Linked DNA regions of Pan troglodytes: regions 2 and 3 are each linked to region 1. A link is a contact called in public HiChIP or PLAC-seq data. All regions are on one chromosome and are shown on one strand. Each heading gives the region's core, a stretch centred on a gene start, on an enhancer-like site or on the middle of the called end of the contact. The rest is flanking DNA. Distances are from core to core; before and after follow the strand shown.

Region 1 (4,703 bases), core at 1,037-3,536:
TAAAAATACAAAAATTAGCTGGGCATGGTGGCGGACGCTTGTAATCCCAGCTACTCAGGAGACTGAGGCATGAGAATCACTTGAACTTGGGAGGTGGAGGCTGCAGTGTGCTGAGATCATGCCACTGCACTCCAGCCTGGGTGACAGAGTGAGACTGTCTCCAAAAAAAAAAAAAAGTTGTACCATTAGAGTAAATGTTGACTATTTTTGAACTTACAAATATTCAAAGGTAAGACAATTAGTTTCAGTTATATCCAATATAATGAAGAATTCAGCAAGAATGTCTCTGCTCTATAATAGGACATGTTTCTTCTAGGCTTGTAGTATCTATGCATTATCATTAGAACAATTCAGTTTCAGGCCAACCACGTTATAGAAAACTAGTTCCTCGTTGCAAAGGTGCCAGAAAAAAATGAATTTTTAAGCTTAGGCTGAAATCTATTCAGCCTCTTTGAAAGTCAGCATTCCCAATTTTAAGTAATTGGTTTTTTCCCATTCAACTGAGAAACAATTTATTGAGCATCTTTTCTGTTTAACAGAGTTAATCGAGAATAACAGAATTAACAGTTAATAGAATTAACAGATTTAAGCCAAACTAAACTCGGAGTTTATCTAGATAAACAAGAGGCAATACCTATCCTCAAAGTGCCTTCTAATTAATAGGAGGATGTAGATGGAATGGCCTCTACCTGAAATGATCTCTCTACTTTGTTTAGACTTAACATTTTGTATATTCCTGCACTCACACAGCAAGTTTGGCTTGGACAGATGCCACTCCTAAATGCCTCTCTAGAATCTTGCACTTTAATAGCCCTTATAGAAACTGTTTTAATTGCCTGGTGGTTTTCTGTTACATGTAAGCTCTCTTAAAGTAGGAACTTTTCACAAATCGATATGACACAATTTATTTTTATGTATTTATTTGAGACAGGTTCTCACTCTGTTGCCCAGGCTCGAGTGCAGTGGCATGATCTTGGCTCACCGCAACCTCCGCCTCCCCAGTTCAAGCAATTCTTGTGCCTCAGCGTCCCAAGTAGCTGGGATTACAGGTGTGTGCACACCCGGCTAATTTTTGTATTGTTAGTGGACACGGGTTTTCACCATGTTGGCCAGGCTGAACTCGAACTCCAGGCTTCAAGTGATCGGCCCTCCCAAAGTGCTGGGATTACAAGTGTGAGCCACCACGCCCGGCTAGGCACATGGCTTTCTCTTAGCCCCATCACATCCTGCTTTTTCAGGTTGCTGGGTTCAACTTCCCAGCTCCCTCTTACTAGGTCTGTCACATTAAGCAGGTTACTTAGGTACCTCTGTTTCTGTAAAATGGGAATGTTAGGATAATACATAATACATAGGATAATACATAATAATGTGAGATAATACGTAAAAAACCTTTAGCATAGTACCCAGAACATAACACTCAATAAATGTTAGCTGTTATGTCTGTGACGTAGACCACATTCTCACAACAAAACAAGCTTGGAGATGAGAAGTTGCCCAAGGTCACATAATTGCCCAAGGTCACATAACTGATGGAACACATATTGTTCACCGTATTGCTGTTTTCCTACTTGACGGTAGGGAGAACGTTATTGCAGATTTCCTGTTCCCAAACAGTGTGTGGCACCAAGTGCTCAAAGAATGTTTCATGATATCATATGGTCAAATATCTGGAAAAACACATAGAATAAATTGAATCTGGAAGAAGAGACAGGGGAGAAGGAAAGTGTCAGGAGAGTTGACTTAAAATATTTTTGGAGTTGTGTAGAAGAGGGAGGGACTTAGGATGGCCCTGGGAGAAAGAACTCGGCCCAGGGACCGAGATGACCAGAGGCAGACATTTAGGCTGTCTATATACATATATATATATATATATTTTTTTTTTTTTTTTTCTTTTTGAGACAAAGTCTCGCTCTGTCATCCAGGCTGGAGTGTAGTGGCGCGATCTCGGCTCACTGCAACCTCCTCCTTCCGGGTTCAAGTGATTCACCTGCCTCAGCCTCTGGAGTAGCTGGGATTACAGATGCCTGCCACCACGCCTGGCTAATTTTTGTATTTTACAGAAACGGGGTTTCACCAGTTGGCCAGGCTGGTCTCAAACGCCTGACCTCAGGTGATGCGCCCGCCTCGGCTTCCTAACATGCTGAGATTACAGGCGTGAGCCACCTTGCCCGGCCATATTATCTTTACTATACTATCTCTCTAAAAAAGAATGCTGTCCAACGTTGGAATGGGGAAGAAGGTGTACACTGGGAATGCTTCCCCAATCACCCTCCTGTCACAGACCTGACGTCAAGATGAGACTGGACGACCTCTGGACCTCCAAGTTGTATGAGTCCGGACCGGGGAGGCAGAGAAGGGTCAATAGACCCGAGAGGCCGTACCGTCAGTGATGCCCTTGTTCCCGTGGGAGCCCTTCGGTTCCACGCGGTTCCCACCACGCGCCCGCCAACCCCAGCCCGAGGCCTCACTTTGCAGGCCTTCCCCGAACGCGGGAAGCCCTGGCCGCTAGACTAGCCAAGCGCGCAAGCAAAGGCGGAGGAAACTCAGCCAGGCCGGAAACACAGAGAACTGTTTCCGGGTCGGGGGGCAGGAGCCACCATGGAGCTTCGCGGGGTTGCTGGGCTGACGGATCCGCGGGCCGGCATCTGAAGCGAGCGGGACGCAGCGCGGCCAGGGCCTCCGGGCATACGCAGGCTGGTCCCCAAGGCCCGCGGTCGCCGCCATGTCGGTGCTGGGCGAGTACGAGCGACACTGCGATTCCATCAACTCGGACTTTGGGAGCGAGTCCGGGGGTTGCGGGGACTCGAGTCCGGGGCCTAGCGCCAGTCAGGGGCCGCGAGCCGGCGGCGGCGCGGCGGAGCAGGAGGAGCTGCACTACATCCCCATCCGCGTCCTGGGTCGCGGCGCCTTCGGGGAAGCCACGCTGTACCGCCGCACCGAGGTAGCGGCCCTCGGCACCGGCCGCCCTGTCTGGCGCTGTCGGGTCGCCCCGAGTCCCTCCTTCTCGGCCCCGCTTTCCCAGCGTCGTGAGCTTAGTGCTTTAGGCGCCCACAGGGTATATGTCTTAGGGCCTTCACCACTCTTCCCACTCAGCGGCACTAGGAATTGGCTAGATCATTGGTTTGACTAGTCATTTTTGATTGTCCTAAGTCACCTAACCGTCTCTTGAGCTTTAGTTTCCCCATCTGTAAAATGGGCTTACTGATAATACCTTGAAATCATGTTTTTCTTTTTTTTTTTAAGATTATCTTGAGAATCAAACGAAGGCTCTTGTTCTGTAAATTAAAGTGGTATACGAATGTGAGGTATTGCCAAAACTTCCTTCCTCTCATGCTGTATATATAGTTCTCCAAGGTTGGGGTGAGGAGGGGGGGCATAGCTTCAAAATCCCCACACCCGTGGCAACTCCGTTATTTTTGTCATTATCTTTAAGTTCAGCAGTGATCACTTAGTTGGAAGCTTTTCTTGAAGCTCATTGGGAAGATCTTTGTGTGTTGGTTCTTTATCAGTGTTTATCCTGCAGGGTTTATGCATGGGAAATACTTTGTTGGTATATTCTAAGCCATTAGTTCTTAATTTGGGGGGCACAAGGACCCCTTTGATAACCTAAGCAAAGTAATCTTACCCCCTCCATCAACACATTTGCACATATGCACATCCTTTGGAGAGATCCATGGATCACGGAATCCCAAGTTAATATATACTAGTGTAAAACCCTGCAGTGATTATTCTACTTCCAAAAACTAACGATACACTGGATTTGATCATAAAATCTTACTTTAGGGTAAACATTTAATGAGAACTTGCTGGGGTTGCTGAAGGTGATTCATCCGTCAGAAATCCATTTGCAGTTCTGATGTGTGTTCCAAGCCAGCATACTTTTAAGGCTGAAAGATGGAGAAGGAGAGAAGTGGTTGCAAGAGAATATTTTTAAGTGTTCTTTTTTATCCTGATGCCACGTTAATGTATGATGTTAGAGTTAGTTATTCTTAGTAGTCTGTTTTCTTTTTTGCACTCAAAATGAGAAAGAGGAGATAAGGATTGTTATTTCTATATTTTAGTTAGAGAAACCAAAACAGTATACTTAAGTGACTTGCTCACTTAAGTTATAAGTAAATCTTGGACTAGAACTGAAGTCTCACATCTTGCCCATTGCCTTTTTATTATTATCCTTTTGAACTTGATTACTGGGTTGGTTTTGAGTTAAATTTGATTACACTTCCCAAAAATTGCATAGCGTTATCCATATCACCAAATATTTATTAGATCTGTGAATTCACAAAAGTTCAGAAGCACTCTTTTTCTCTAGAAGCTTATATTTCAGTAGGAAAATAAGTTGACCATTGTTAGTAAACAAATAGCATTAAGTTGCATATGTAGAGATATGAAAAGAATGGACAAATATCATTTCAGTGTATGGGGTCTAAAAATTAAAGACATGGTTACAGTAAAAGATTAATCAGAGTCTTTTCAAAAACACTGTAAAGGCTTGGCAGAGGCATTCAAAAGGATGGGGAGGGTTACATAGGTGGAGATGCTCCTGGGCTAGGAAGCAGGGTCAGCAAAGAATGAGGCGAGGCACAGTGGCTCATGCCTATAATCCCAACACCTGGGAGGCCAAGGTGGTCGGGTCGCTTGAGGCCAGGAGTTCTAGACCAGCCTGGGCAACACAGTGATACCCCATCTCTTAAAAAAAAAAAAAA
Region 2 (4,703 bases), core at 1,477-3,976, 190 kb before region 1:
TGGGATTACAGGCATGAGCCACTGCGCCCAGCCTCATACTCTGTTCTTTGTGTACTTTGTGGTTTCATTCCATTTTAAAGCCAAATCTCTGCTAATACACACCCATAATGCTCATTGTTCTTCCCCATTGCATGTCATTGTGACATCATGCAATGCCATGATAAGGCGATTTACCAATTGCACATTCTAATTGCTCTCAGAGCATAATATTCATTAGCAATTTTCTTTCATAAGCTTCTTAGCAATAATGTTTCCTCCAATGCAGTATAGCATTCAAAGGTGGAACTTTGGAGTCAGATGGACTTGGGTTGAAATCCTGACATTACTACTTACCAGCTTTGTGACTTGGGGCAAGCTGCTAAACTTCTCTAGCTATAACATTATTCTCATTTTATCAATCAGGAAACAAAGAACCAGAAAGACCAAATCAGTAATCGTGAGTCTCATATTGTTATCTATAAAAAAGCTACACCTTGCAAGGAATGAAAAGATAAGGTGTGTACCACATTTAAATTGGTGCTTGCCACATGCTAATATATGCTAATAAAACATTTTGTAATGATAAAAGTGATGGTAGTGATGAATGGCTTATTTCTTTATTTTATTTTATTTGAGTCGGAGTCTCACTCTGTTGCCCAGGCTGGAGTGCAGTGGTGTGATCTCAGCTCACTGCAACCTCCGCCTCCCAGGTTCAAGTGATTCTCCTGCCTCAACCACCCGAGTAGCTGGGATTACAGGCATCCACCACCACACCCAGCTAATTTTTGTATTTTCAGTAGAGACAGGGTTTCACCATGTTGGCCAGGCTGGTCTCGAACTCCTGGCCTCAAGTGATCTGCTTGCCTCAGCCTCCCAAGGTGCTGGGATTACAGGCGTGAGCCACTGCACCCGGCCAATGGCTTATTTCTTTAAATAGAAAAAAGAAATGCATTGAATAAATCATTGACAGTTAATGGGACTCTCTGGTGATGAACCTGGGTTCTACCCATGCCTGGAGGCTCCAGGTCCCATAAGCTTCCACCCAGCATTGTGTTGTAACTGTACCATTTCCCTTCATGAAATTTGAGAGGTGATGTTTTGACATTATTTCATTTTGTTTCATTTCCTCTTGATGGGTGGGCTTAACCTGTTTCTCAATTTAGGCAGAGCAAAAGGGAGAAGTATTTTAAATTGCCATGATAGTCCAAGTTGGTCTTACCTTCAGGCCCCTGAGCACGAGCCCAAAATTCTCTCCAACTCTCCTACGGTATTTGGGTATTTTCCAATTCCTAGAAATGCCAGATATAAATAACCCTTTCCTTAGTTTCCTCCAAAACTCTCCCTTTCTCCTTTCCTTTTGCCTCTTGGCATTTGGGTACCATAACAATGAATTTTGAAATAATACTTTAATCACATTTTATATTCTTGGCCAGGCTCAGTGGCTCATGCCTATAATCCCAACATTTTGGGAGGCCCCATCTCAAATTAAAAAAAAAAATTACATTCTTATGGTGCATTTCTGTTCACTAAATGCATTCATATCCACTCTTCACAGTTGGCAGTAAGGAAGATAGTGTAAGTTCCATTTGATGGATGACACAGCTGAGGTTCAAAGAGGTGAACCCATGTGCCCTCGATGCTGGCCTTCAAGCCAACACCATTTCCTGCTGCAGCAAGAAGACAGTCTTTACTGACAGACATATTTATTTTTATCATGGTAAAATATACATAACAAAGTTTACTGTTTGAAACTTTTAAAGTCTACAGTTGAGTGGCATTAAGTACATTCGCATTGTTGTGCAACTCTCATCACCATCATCTCCAGAACGTTTCATCTTCCCAAATTGAAACTTCATACTCATTAAATACTCACTCCCCATTTTCCCCTCCCCTCGGCCTCTGGCAATCACCCCTCTACTTTCTGTCTGTTTGAATTTGACTACTCTAGGAAGCTCACATGAGTAGAATCATAAGCTATTTTTCCTTCTGTGTGATAGACACTTTTGCAGCAAGATTTCTGGAGGAAGATGCCAAGATTCTTTCTTCCACTGCATTTGTTTTGGCTCATATTGCCCGTTGGCCAGAAAGAGTGTCTATATCCTAAAGCGGCCCACCTTCAGGGACCTGAACACCATTCAGGCACAGAGCCGGGCTTTGATAGACAAGCCCTGCAAAGCAGATGTTTTCTAACATTTTGCATTGACTGTTGTTCATTCTTCTTGTCTTGCAGGTAATTACTTGAGTTGTCATCATCAGAGTAGAAAAAAAAAAATGCTCCTGGAGAAGAATATAAGGTATTTCCGTGTTCCACCGCTGAGGTTCCCAAAGCCCTCTCTCTCCTCCATTGGCGTGTGTGTGTGTGTGTGTGTGTGTGTGTGTGTGTGTGTGTGGTTTGGGGGAGTTTTTTATTTTAAAACACTCTGTGATTTACTTCAATTCATCTTTTGCCCAGAAAGCCAACACAGCTGCAAATCCGTTCTGCCCAGAAAGCCTTCTAGCCTTCCCAGAGGCCTCTTTGCCTGTTCAGTGGACACTTCCGTCCCTCTCAGGCCGGCTTCTCCCAGCCCACTGCCCCCCGGGCTGCCTGCCCAGCTCCTGAGAGAAGGCACTGCTCCCTGGAAGTGGCCGAGCCTTCTCTATGGGTTTCTGTAACTTGGAGAAGCGCAGGCTCCCCTGGGGCACCCCTGCTCCTCCTCCCCTCCTTGGGCTTCCCCCTCAGAAAGCTGGCTCTGCTGCCCGCTGGTAAACGGACTGGCTGTCACCATGGCAACAGCCTGGCCTGGAGCCGGATGACGCCAGACCTGACTCCCCTTCCCAACCTCACCCAACTCTGTTTGTTTGGGCTCCAGCTGCTTTTGTTGGGCTTTGTTTTGCTTGTCAGTTTGAAACAGCTCCTTTGCTGATTGGCTGCAGGGGGCTGAGATCCGAATCCCTGGGATACTGAGAAGTCCTGCTCCCTGCCCGGGCAGGATTTCCTGGCACTTTGGAGTATTTCCCCCATCACAGTAACAAGGCCTAAAGAAGCCCTGTTTGATGAACACACACTTGCCCTTTAGGCAAGGCAGAGCCCATAGAGAGACTGAGCATCAGATAATCTGCGAAATGCCCCAATCTGCACACCCAACAAGAACCCTATCACTAAACCATGTTGGCTTCCCGAATGCCACACTTGTGACTAAAGGCCAGCCTGTTACTTGATAAAACGAAAGAAGCATACCATGTCAGAGAGCAGTCCAGGTGTGTAGAAACATCAAAAATAAATAAATCCAGGAAGAAAAACAAACAAGTATGTGGATGTTAAGGAACAGCTTTAGGTGAATGTGGTGACAGACATCCAAGTAATGTTCACCTCAAATTTTGGGGTGGTTTTGCTGCTTTTATTCGGATAACTGTAGAAGCAAGAATCCAGAATATTTGTGACTAATTTGAAAACATGGCGTCTACCCTTTTGCTATTTCATCGGGTTTTTATCTCCCAAATAATCAATTTTAATAACTTGCTTGGTCCTCGATAATCCTGAATTTACTCCCAGGACTATCAGGGACCAAGCAAGTTATTGCTGTGCTTAAAATTTTTGTTTTGTTTTGTTTCACTCTGTCGCCCAGGCTGGAGTGCAGTGACGCGATCTCGGCCCGCTGCAACCTCCGCCTTCTCCCTCAGCCTCCCAAGTAGCTGGGATTACAGGCACCCGCCACCACGCCCAGCTAATTTTTGTATTTCTGGTAGAGATGTTGGCCAGGCTGGTCTCAAACTCCTGGCCTCAATGGATCCGCCCACCTCGGCCTCCCAGAGTTGAGATTACAGGCATGAGCCACCGCACCCAGCCATCTCCTTTGAGATACAAAAAAGATGTTTCTGGCCTGGCGCGGTGGCTCACACCTGTAATCCTAGCACTTTGGGAGGCCGAGGCAGGCGGATTGCCTGAGCTCAGGAATTCAAGCCCAGCCTGGGCAACATGGTGAAACCCCATGTCTACTAAAATACAAAAGAAATTAGCTGGGCGTGGTGGCGTGCACCTGTAGTCCTAGCTACTCAGTAGGCTAAGGAAGGAGAATTGCTTGAACTCGGGAGGCAGAGGCTCATGCCACTGCATTCCAGCACTCCAGCCTGGGTGACAGAGCAAGACTCTGTCTCTCAAAAAAAAAAAAAAAAGATGTTTCTTGTGCATCAACCTTTGAAGCTGTGTAACAGCAGCCTCAGCTCCTCATCTGTAAAATGGGGATAAATAATACCAACAGCCAGGTTATAAAGGGCTTAGCTCAATTTGCATACTTACTGAGCTACTATCCTCATCAACTCCCACCTATGCCTTTTTTCTGATGATCCCAACACTTTTCATAAGAACTGCATCATAGGCCGGGTGCGGTGGCTCATGTCTCTAATCCCAGCACTTTGGGAGGCCAAGGCGGGCGGATCACCTGAGGTCAGGAGTTCAAGACCAGCCTGGCCAACATGACAAAATCCCATCTCTACTAAAAATACAAAAATTAGCCGGGTGTGGTGGTGGGCACTGATAATCCCAGCTACTTGGGAGGCTGAGGCAGAAGAATCACTTGAACCCCAGGGGGCAGAGGTTGCAGTGAGCTGAGATCGTACCACTTCACTCCAGCCTGGGCAAAAGAGCAAAACTCCGAAAAAAGAAAAAGAAAGAAAGAAGGAAAAGAAAAGAAAGGAAAAGAAAGGAAAGGAAAGGAGAAAGAAAGAGAGAGATCGCATCATTGCCG
Region 3 (4,703 bases), core at 806-3,305, 150 kb before region 1:
CTGAGGGCTTGGGCTCAGGGTCATTGAGGAGAGGCAGGGTGAAGGCCTCTTCAGACTCCGGGGTGGCAACCTCTGGCAGGCCCCCAGTCAGATCAAGGGAAGCCACAGACATCTCTTCTGGGAAGCCCAGGTCATCAGGGATCTTGCAGGCAGGTCGGTGAGCTGCCAGGATGAACTCTAGTTTTTCCTTCTCCTTCAGCAGGTTGGCAATCTCGGTCTGCAAAGCAGACTTCTCATCTTCTAGTTGGTCTGTCTCCTGTATACAGAGGGATAAAGGAAAGCATAAGACACAGTCTTACTCAAGGGCCCTTATGCTCAATCTTCAACTTTCCCCTTAAGTTTTAAAAAGGAGCAACCCACAGAGTACCTACCGCTTGGAGTGTATCAGTCAGCTCCCTCCTCCGGTTGCGGCATTTGGCTGCAGCCATCTTATTCCTTTCCCTTCGGATTCTCCTTTTCTCTTCTTCTTCTGGAGATAACTAGAATAATCACAAAAAAAGACCGACATTCAGTAAAAGTGTCTGCCATCACCTCCATTCACCCACCCCAGTAGAACTGGCTCCTGCAGCTTCCCTGCTTCCTGGCACCCCACTGTGAAACCATTTCTGACCTGCAGTTGCAGACTAGGTGTGACTTGCATTTAAAATAAGATCCTCAGCAAGAGAACAAAGAAGAGCCCAGTCTAAAAGCATGCGGTAAGAAACTTGGGGAAGAAACTATGAGAGTACTTCTTAGGGTGAGACTCAGAGTCTGAGTTGGGATGGAATGGGCTTGGAGCCAGGGCTCCCAGTTACGGATGTGCAGCCAGCCCCATCAGTGGCTTCATCCTCTGTACTGGGCTCCTGCATCTCCGGGGCTGCTTCCCACCCAGCCCCCACATTCCCAGGAAGAGTACGCTAGAGTTCCTCACCTGTTCCACCTTGCCCCTCCTGCCAATGCTCTGCGCTCGGCCTCCTGTCATGGTCTTCACAACGCCAGCCCTGGAGTAAGCCCCAGCGGAGGGGGTGGGGACTCCGAAAGGGTGAGGGGCTCTGGTCTGCGATGGGGCCACGGAGGAGACGAGGGCGGGCTGCACCAGCCACTGCAGGTCCGGACTGGTCGAGATGGCAGTGACCGTGGGAATGAAGTTGGCACTGGAGACGGCCAGGTCCGTGCAGAAGTCCTAGAACAAAACAGAAGGGGAAAGCCGACGTGAGCGAGCAGGTTCCGGACACAGGTGGGGCGAGTTCCCAGTGCCGCATGCAGCAGTGAAGAGAAACGATCCTGCCACGGACGTTTCATCTTAAATGTCCCTCATCCTGGATGAAAGGTCTCCCTCTTTTCCTCCCAGGCATTCCGCAGCGCAGTGCCTGTCTCTTCCATCCTGCCGCTGCGTTCCCGTTATCCCTTCAGCATCACTTGCTTGAAAGGGGGTTTGTTATAAATATCCCTGACGTCTGCGCTGACGCAGGCGCCGCTCCGGAGTCTCCAGAATGAACTCGCTTTTTATCAATGAAACTGCCTTACACACCCGCCCGCTGCACCCTCCTCCCTCATCCCTCCTCCGTGCTCCAGGCTGCCGGGGGAGGGGGGATTGCCGCTTTCTGCCACCTCCCCGGAGAAGCCAGGCTCTAGTTAGCGACTTTGTGCTTGGGACACGTCTGCTCCAGCTAATGTCAGAGATCCGTCCTGGAGTGCAGACCAGAGGTTGCTCAGAATGAACCTGCCTCCCGAAGGGGGAACCAATTCTTACTATGGCAAGCGTGCGTGCGCTCAGAGCAAGTCCCGAGCCCCCGAGCCGGCACCCTCCGGCCACGGCAGCCTCCCTCCAGGCACAAGGGAGCCCCCTACTCATCTACTGGAGCGTCCCGCCCGGTGTCTCCTCCTCCGCGACCCCAAGCCCCCGGCCCCGCGGCGGCGGGAAGCCAGCCTTACCTGCGCGTTGACAGGCGAACCCATGCTGGAGAAGGAGTCTGCGGGTGAGTGGTAGTAAGAGAGGCTATCCCCGGCCGGGGACGCGCTGCTGCAGCGGGAGGATGACGCCTCGTAGTCTGCGTTGAAGCCCGAGAACATCATCGTGGAGGTTAGGCAAAGCCGGGCGAGGGGCCGAGGGGCGGAGACAGGTGGGCGCTGTGGAGCAGAGCTGGGTAGGAGCGCGGTCACTGCTCGTTCGCTGCGCCGCGGCCGCCGGCTCAGTCTTGGCTTCTCAGATGCTCGCTGCAGATGCGGTTGGAGTACGAGGCGCCGCAGCCACTGCTTTTATAACAAGCGTTTTATGAATGAGTGTAAACGTCACGGGCTCAACCACGGTGGCGCCAGAGGGGTGACGCGCGGGCCTGGGCGCTTCTGCGGCCGCCTGGCTGCGTCCCCAGCGCTCGCAGCTCCCTGCTCCCGCCTTGGCGCGTGTCCTAATCTCGTGAGCATTTCGCAGTTCCTGTCTCAGAGGTCTCGTGGGCCCCCCAAGATGAGGGGTTTCGGGGATGGCTCCCCCCAGGGCTACAGGGAAAGGCCGTGGAAACCTGCTGACGCAGATGTCCTAATATGGACATCCTGTGTAAGGGGGGAGGGATTGACGGGAACTGCTCGCGGGCTGCAGCCAACACCGAGGGTGCAGTGCGGGGGGAGGCGGGGGCCGCGGCCGGGGGAGGGGAGGCGGGAACGGCGCAGAATGAGAGAGAACATTCGCACCTGGTTCAATGCGGACCCTTGTTCCCGAGGTCGGGGGGGATGGGGCAGAGAGCGCCTTTTTACCCTTGTACAGAAACTGAAGACAGTTCTGAGGCTCAGAGATAGGAGAAACGGCCTCGAGTACAGGACCCCGAGGACTTAAGCCTCGGCTCCCGAAGGAATGCGCCCCTACCCCCATCCCCAATTCTAGCCCTAATTCAGTGCAAAGCGTGGAAGCAGACCTTCATCCCCTAGCCTCCAGCCCTCGGGCTCGAGCAATACTAGCACTGTTCCTGCGTTTGGAAGCAGAAAGTGGAGGATCCAAAATAAGAGAATACGATAACCTACTTTACGATACTGGGTACTTTATTTATTTATTTATTTATTTAAAGAAGACAGCGCGTTTATTTATTTATTTTTCTCGGCCATGTGTGGGAATATTAAGGAAACTGTCAAATCCCTGAGACACCAGCAGATAAACACTGTGCAAAACCTACGTGCGAAGACATTTGAAGGGGGTGTCTGCCCGGTTCTGAGCTGGGCCCCAGGGGTAGGGAGTGCGAGGTGTGGTTATGTGGGCAGGGTGGTCAGTTCGGGATGACAAGGCGGGGTGTGCTTCCTGCGGGGAACTCAAATCTGCGCTGGGGGCTGGTTCGGTCCCGCCAGGAAGCTGTGCTTACGGGAGCCCGCAGCGGGTGATTTTCCAGCGCGGACTTGGAGGGGGGAGGACGGGGGCTGGAAGGACAGTGTCCAGCTGCGCCTAGGCGGAATACCTCGACTGCTGGGACCCCAGGCGCGGCTCCACGTCCTGGAACACGGGGCTTTGGGGAGGCAAGGTGCTCCAGAGTGTGCCACGCCTCCCAATCTCCTGCCCTGCTGCGTAGGACAGCCGGGGTCACGCTGCCGGGGCTCAGCCCCAGCGCGCTGGCCACCTCCAGGGCGCGAAGACGCATGTCCCCGCACAGCCCCGGTCTTCCCTTCTCCACTCTTCGGGCCCGGGGGTCGGGGCCCGCGGTGGGCACCTGGAGAGGGGCGAGGCAGGATGAGGCCGGCGGGCGGATAGTTCGGGGCGCGCGGGGAGCCGGACCGCAGACCTGCCTCCAGCCGCCGCGCCCGGGAGCCAGGAGATCCTGCTATAGATAGTAACAGGGAAGCGGCTGTTTACAGCAACACAGCGCCGCCAGGGCCGTCTCCAGGCAACGCCGCGCGGCCGGGCGCGCCGTCGGCCTGGCGAGGCCACCCTCCCTCCCAGCTCCCCTGGGCCGCGGCCTCCCCGGCCCGGCCGCGGCCGCTCCTGTCGCCTGACATCATCCGCCGGGTCCGGGGGCTGAGCGGCCCGCGCGAGGCTGTGCGCTAACCTCCATTCTTAGAGATCCAACCCGGCAGGAGCGGGGAGGGCAGGAGGCGGGGATTCGTGGAACTGGGCCACTTGCTATTTTTGCATTCCCTGTCACAGGCAGAGGTGAAAACAGAATTTCATCATTGTATGTCATTGGTTTATGTTGGTGGGAATTTAGGCGCTTTTTTTTCTCACTCATAAAAAGGGAGGGAAACGGAAAAACACACATAATACGTAAACACAGATTCCTTGGAGCTGCTCTGAATCCTAAAGCAATTCTGCGGCCTTCGGTACTTCTAATTCTATCCTTGATTACAGAAAGAAAGAGGGGGACGGGAGGGAAAGGGGTTATGAAGCCAAATACATCTCTCTTATTATTAATATTAGCTTCAGACAAAATAGGTCAAGCTTTGAATTCCTGAGTCTGGCCATGACTGCCATTCACAACTAGATCTCAGGCCACTTAACAGGAAACCTGACTGGGTGCGGTGGCTCACTCCTGTAATTCCTGCACTTTGGGAGCCCGAGGCGGGTGGATCACTTGAGGCCAGGAGTTCGAGACCAGCTTGGCCATCATGGTGGAACTCTGTCTCTGCTAAAAATACAAAACAGCCGGGTGTGGTGGCGCACGCCTGTAGTCCCAGCTACTCAGGAGGCTGAGGCAGGAGAATTGCTTGAACCCGGGAGGCAGAGGTTCCTGTGAGCCCAGATCGTGCCA

Evidence for each region. HiChIP or PLAC-seq counts read pairs in DNA pulled down with a chosen protein or histone mark.
Region 2: an H3K4me3 HiChIP or PLAC-seq map of stem cell-derived excitatory neurons shows a contact between it and region 1, with 4 times the contacts expected there. The contact joins the enhancer-like site here to the promoter of NEK9 in region 1. A contact is called at or near these places in 7 of 7 Hi-C or Micro-C datasets (blood, induced pluripotent stem cells, a lymphoblastoid cell line and 2 more) and 1 of 1 datasets of contacts at active chromatin or transcription factors (stem cell-derived excitatory neurons).
Region 3: an H3K4me3 HiChIP or PLAC-seq map of stem cell-derived excitatory neurons shows a contact between it and region 1, with 2.5 times the contacts expected there. The contact joins the promoter of FOS here to the promoter of NEK9 in region 1. A contact is called at or near these places in 2 of 7 Hi-C or Micro-C datasets (induced pluripotent stem cells and stem cell-derived neural progenitor cells), 1 of 1 datasets of contacts at active chromatin or transcription factors (stem cell-derived excitatory neurons) and 1 of 1 other capture datasets (stem cell-derived neural stem cells).

Annotation. Positions count from the first base shown.
Region 1 is chr15:73,075,360-73,080,062 of NHGRI_mPanTro3-v2.0_pri, reverse strand. It overlaps NEK9 (NIMA related kinase 9), which reads left to right and starts at 2,286. Exons shown (of 22, transcript XM_016926437.4): 1 at 2,286-2,941. The coding sequence starts at 2,723.
Region 2 is chr15:73,261,509-73,266,211 of NHGRI_mPanTro3-v2.0_pri, reverse strand. No RefSeq gene overlaps it. Among named protein-coding and RNA genes, the nearest start is that of FOS, 32 kb to the right of the region's middle. Within about 2 kb of position 2,726, at least 18 of the 24 cell types and tissues checked have an H3K27ac peak or open chromatin away from gene starts, as enhancers often do. A contact at or near this core is called in induced pluripotent stem cells, stem cell-derived excitatory neurons and stem cell-derived neural progenitor cells, where this site is marked.
Region 3 is chr15:73,228,978-73,233,680 of NHGRI_mPanTro3-v2.0_pri, reverse strand. It overlaps FOS (Fos proto-oncogene, AP-1 transcription factor subunit), which reads right to left and starts at 2,055. Exons shown (of 4, transcript NM_001098421.1): 1 at 1,915-2,055; 2 at 911-1,162; 3 at 372-479; 4 at 1-256. The coding sequence starts at 2,055.